2 separate regions of the Rattus norvegicus genome follow, and region 1 is linked to region 2. A link is a contact called in public Hi-C data. All regions are on one chromosome and are shown on one strand. Each heading gives the region's core, a stretch centred on a gene start, on an enhancer-like site or on the middle of the called end of the contact. The rest is flanking DNA. Distances are from core to core; before and after follow the strand shown.

The links. A called contact is a pair of places that touch in the nucleus more often than the background predicts.
Region 1: a Hi-C map of kidney shows a contact between it and region 2, with 2.7 times the contacts expected there. The contact joins two enhancer-like sites. A contact is called at or near these places in 2 of 12 Hi-C or Micro-C datasets (Schwann cells and kidney).

The regions. Positions count from the first base shown.
Region 1 is chr2:191,855,624-191,858,323 of GRCr8, reverse strand. No RefSeq gene overlaps it. Among named protein-coding and RNA genes, the nearest start is that of Mab21l3, 100 kb to the left of the region's middle. Within about 2 kb of position 1,428, at least 5 of the 93 cell types and tissues checked have an H3K27ac peak or open chromatin away from gene starts, as enhancers often do. A contact at or near this core is called in kidney, where this site is marked.
Region 2 is chr2:191,633,054-191,635,941 of GRCr8, reverse strand. No RefSeq gene overlaps it. Among named protein-coding and RNA genes, the nearest start is that of Atp1a1, 100 kb to the left of the region's middle. Within about 2 kb of position 1,556, at least 18 of the 93 cell types and tissues checked have an H3K27ac peak or open chromatin away from gene starts, as enhancers often do. A contact at or near this core is called in kidney, where this site is marked.

The DNA.
Region 1 (2,700 bases), core at 179-2,678, 220 kb before region 2:
CCTAATGGTGTCTCTGGTTTTCATGAAAGACAAAGAGCCAGGAAAAAATAGGAAAGAAGGCACCTGTTTGAGAGGGTGACTCCCTCAGAGTAAAGAGCTAATTCTTTTTTTTTCACAATGTTAAGTCACTCCCCAGGAATTCCCTATCAGAAAATTCAGGAGAGAGTTTTGTCATCAGGAGCTGAGTAGAAACAACTGCATCAGGGCAGAATTATAACAGGCACTGTGATTGGATGATGAAGACCCTCTGCTGAGTCTGTAAGTTGAAGAGGCACCACAAGGTAAGTAGGATGTGCTCTTCACCGTCACAGGACTCTACGGAGGATCCACGAAATCTCATGTGGTAGAATGTCCTGTGATAGGCACTGTAATAGATGCCCATTGTCCTATCTCCTTGGTGGTCCCTTACAGATCCATGAAGTGCTGGTCTGACTGCTAATCACAGCCCTTTTCCAGATCCAAAACAATGAGAAAATGACCCAGGTCTGGACAGTGATAGCTGCTGTTTTCTTGACCATGTTGATTCATCCAAGGAATAACCACAGGACTCCCACAGGTTGGACCAGCGGAAGCTCTTCCTTAGGAAGAAACCCGAGGTCTTTTCTTCCCTGCTTTGCCAATCAGGATGGTCAGCCAAAGGCTCCTTGCAGCCATGGGCTGTGAATGGAGAAATCAGAACCCAGATGAAGAGGGCACTTCTGACTTCTACACCTGAGACCTGCTTAACCTCTGTGCTCCAGACACACATGAGCACATGATGTTTGCTATGTGTGCATATTTCCCTCTTAGTCAACCGATCTGAGTTAGGTATTTGTCACCTGAAACAAAAGTATCTCTAATTAAATAATACAATTAATATGCCACTGTCCAAGAGATTCCTTCAGTGTAAGTTTGAGAGCCAAGCATGGTGCTACTTGAACCCATTAAATCAAGAATGGACTTTCTGGCCTGAGGACAGGGTCAGTGGCTAATGTGCTGGCTGTGTAAACTTGAAGACCTGAGATCAGATCTCTGCACCCATGTAAAAAGCCCCTGCTGGAGAGAAGAGGGATGGGGCACGGGAACAGATCCTGGAGAATTGTAGGCCAGGGGGTCTAGTTGAAATGGTAAGTTCCAGGTTCAACAAGAAACTCCAACTAGAAAAATAAGGGAGAAAGTGGTGGAGGAAGATACCAAACTCTGGCCACATATACACACAGAGACACATATATACAGCACCCCCCCCCACATACAAATACAACACACAGATAGACAGACAGACACACACATACACATAGACAGACAGACAAAGGAAAAAAGTGGCAGTTTTTCTTAAGAAAAGGTTTGTTTTTTTGATCAACCATGTAATTTCAAGGGAACCCATACACAGTAATGAAGAAAGATCAAATGAAATCAATCAGCTAGTGAGTTCAGTTTCAACCACCCTAGTGGTCCCTGGAATTATGTCTTTTTCCTGAATACAAGAGTCCCCTCCTCAAAGAACAGCACACACACACCTCTCGCTGGATACCTCTGATTTGTAGAAATGAATTATCAATCTGATCTCTAACTATTTCCTTGATCTTTTGTTCCCGTTCTGAAAACATTGGACCTCACACCACCATCTGCATACTCTTGAACTGATCATTCTTTGGATGTGACCCAAGTCTCTTTGCCAAGGTGACAAGGCTACTAAAACATCACCTGACCTCTCTCTGGGCACCAGCCAATGAGAACATGTCTCTCATTAACTATGAACCACATTACAGCCACAGTTCTATTCTATCAGGGAGGAACATTCCAGACCAGCCATCAACCTTGGTCCAGACTCTGCCCCTTGTACAGAAGCAGCCTAAGCTTCCTTCTTTTTATGTGGCTGGTGGAGGGAGGTGAAAGCAACTACAACTTATCTGTCATGCAGTACTGCTAACCTGTCTCTCACCGTGTGGTTTACTATTGTCATTATTGTTGGTTTGGGTTGTTTTACTTAACCCACAGTATCCAAAACACTATTTCAACATGTAGTCAACATAGAGCTGTGACTGTGTTGTACTTGCTTTTTGGTCTCTGGGGCCTTACACAGTATTTTTAAACTCAGATGTGTCCTTCTGAACCCAGGGCATCTTTGGCTCTGTCACTGATGCCTTCCCACCATAGCCCCATGGGGCAGGCAAGGTGGGCCAGTTATGATTTCTCACCATGCAATGTGGCTTAATTTCGAAACCAGTGGTGGCTGTCCTAGCAATCGATCTTGCCTTGTTTGTCATGGTTCATCATTTTTGAGATATTGAGTCTGTCAGCAAATATATTTATCAATCATGAAGTCTTGCCTCTCTGACTTTGTTAAAATGTTGGATAGACTAAGGCTATATAGGAAAAAAGCCAAAGACTTTTTCACTAGATGAAGACTTTCTGCTGAGTTTTGAATCCACCCATAGACCCTCTGTTTGAGTTAATTTGTCCACTGGGTGTCATGACAAATTTGCTGACCTGGTTAAATGCTAGTTACTACAGCCCTTGCATTGGAGAAAGCCATTGAGTGATGGCTATGAGGCAAACTTGTTTTGTGGGTGTCAGGGTTGCACAGAAGTTAAAGGGACATAGTGGCCCTGGTGGCTGGAGGCAAGGGGGCTTTGGAAAACCACAGGAGGTAGTGAGCAGATGATATACTCTGAATTTGCTCCTAGAAGACTTCACACGTGATCTTTGCTAGATCTATTC
Region 2 (2,888 bases), core at 307-2,806:
TCTAGTCAAGAGGTGGAGGTCCATAAGAGTAGATGCAGGGTTGGTACTGGTGATGTCTCCATACCTATGTGGCACTTTCCAGGTGTCCTTCATGAGCTTTGGTGGAGCATCGGGCAGTATGGAGCAGAAGACTTCTGGCACCAGTAAGGGCTGTCTGTCATTGTCCCATTGAGACTTTGAAGATTCTACCCCAGCCTAATTACCCAGGCATTCACCCTAAAGTTTGGTGTACTTGGCAAAGTCCTTTTCACAAATGCAGCTTTTCTTCAACACGTTCAATATCCACTGGCCGCTTTCTAGTTGACAAAACACTCCATGCTTCTGGGGGAGGGCCACGGGTTGGATGTGAGTGTGAGGGTCCACGACGTGGGTGCGTATAGAGCTAGAGGTCAATGTTGGGCATTTTGCTGTTACTCTCCGCCTTCTTTTTGGGGACAGGGTCTCTTACTGAACCGAAGCTCACTGATTTGGCAAGACTGTCACATGAGCTTCGGGGACCCTCCCACTTTCACCTCCTCAGAGCTGGGAGTTAGGTGTGTGGCTCTGTGCCTGGCTGTTGGTGTGGATGCTGGAGGATCTAACTCAGTTCTCATGCTTGATTGGTGAGTGCTGCCGGAGCCATGTCCCCAGGCCTCCCGAGCCTTTATAACCCCTTCTTTAAAAAAGTCACAGGACCCTTAGTCTCCAAGGCAGGCTCCAGCAAACCCAGTGTTGGTCAGGAAACTAGAGTCAGCAGGATGTTACCTGCATAGTCAATTTTCATCCAGACTAGGGCTTGGCCTGCGTTAACTTGTCTCCAGCGAAATGAAATATGAACCACTGAGCACCGTGGAGAGTTTGCTTCGCAGAGGCTGGTTGTACAGAAAGTTGAAGCCAAAAGCCCATGAAAAGTCTATTTCTAAATACTTATCAACTCTTTCCTGGTGGGTGACAGATCTAACACACCACTTGGAATGTGTCACGTCTGTCCCTGCCTCGGCATGACGTGACCCTCTTCTCATCTTTCAAAGTTTCAGGGGCACCATTTCACAGCGTCTTCTCCCGCTACTCTCAAACAAGCAAAGGGACCAATGGGGCTGAGCAAACACTCTTGACAGGAGGGAGCCTGAGCTCCTAGGGACTGGCACAAGCCCAGGGTGGCCACCGGAGTGGGTGCCAGGAAAAGCTAAATGAGATAAGCTCAGAGACTAGATAAGGACAGTCTGTACAGAACACGAGCCCTGGCAGCACCACTGTCCTTTCTTCTAACGTGCAGAGCAGAGTCCTTTGCCTGGGCCTTGGTTTAAGCAAAGCTCTGCCTTCGTTAAACATCACAGCTGTAGCTTGTCTCCAGACCAAGGGGACCACGGGGAGAAAAAGGAAGTGGTGGACAGAGGGAGAGGGTACCAGAGTGACAGAAGGGACGTGTCACACCGCACCACGACTGAGTCTTACTTCTTCATTCCTCAGTGGCTGAGATTTCTAGCCTGCCTTTCCCCCAGTTAGTCTGCCCTCCCCACCTCCTAGTACCTTGCCTCTGTGGCCTCACTCACCCCTGAAACATAGAGTCCTCTGTGGCTAGACCCTGGGAGAGCTAAGTGACCAATGGACTTTGTGCAAGCTCCAGGCCGCATGTGTGGGAAGGAGAGGGAGGTCAAAGGTAGGAAAGGGGGACATACTGTTATGGACTCCCTCTCGTGGGCTCCCTCATGAGCTCCCGCTCATGGGCTCCCTCTCATGCATTTGGGCCTTGACCTCTGTGGGGGAAAGGGGCAGGGGACAAGTTTTGAAACGGAATGACATCTAATCCTGTCTGTGGACGTGGGCCAGCCCTGACCTTGCCTAGACATCTATCTTCCATGGCCATGCATACAGCAAAGGCCACAATGTCCCTGTCAGACTGAAACACACACACACACACACACACACACACACACACACACACACACACACACACTCAGGAGAAGGGATTTTCTTATTTAGACCAGACAGTCCAGGACAAACTGGAACAACTGGTTACCCCAGCAGAAAATGCACCCCAGAGGTTATGTGAGGTGTAGGGATGATGGACAGCAGGTGAGAAAGAGAACCACCTTCCTGGAACCTGGAAACCCTTGCTGCATTCTGCACTCAACTCCCTTCTTGACCACACTGGGTGCCTGTGGTGTGAGTGAGCGTGTGTGTGTGTGTGTGTGTGTGTGTGTGTGTGTGTGTGTGTGTGTATGATGTCTGTTTGTGTGTATGTGTGGTGTGTGTGTGTATGCGTGTGTGTGTGTGTGGGGGGGGGTGTGGGGGGTGTGTGTGTGTATATGTGTGTGTGGTGTGTCTGGCATGTGTGTATGTGGCATGTGTGTATGTGTGTGTGGTGTGTGTGTGTGTGGTGTGTGTGTGTGGTGTGTGTTGGTGTGTGTGTTTATGGTTTGTGTGTGAGTATGGTATGTGTGTGGTATGTGTGTGGTGTGTGTGTATGGGGTGTGTATGTGAGTGTGTGTGTGTGTGTGTATGTGCTGTCCCCCACTATTTGCTTCAGTGGCTCTCATTCTGTCAGGCTCCTAGGACCTGTCTATGGGGCTCCAGGAGGTGAAGGTCAACTAAGGACAGGCTGATTAGCTTGCCCTGTGGGGCCTTTCTCTTGGTGACACAGCCTCTGGCTCAGAACAAAGGCCCCTCATTAGGCGGAGAAGCTCATCTTTGACCACGAGAGTGCTGCCACCTGCTGTCCGAGCGGCTGTGCTCTTTCATGAAGTCCTGCACAGTCTGCCTTGCCCCATCCCCCCATCCCACTACAATGGGACCCCTTGAGAGGTACAAGGAAGAGCCCTGGAAGGCTGGCAGTCTGGGGCCAGAACACAGCTTGGGGTCCCGGAATTGGGGCCCAGACTGGCACTCCTCGCTGCTGTGAAGTCTCT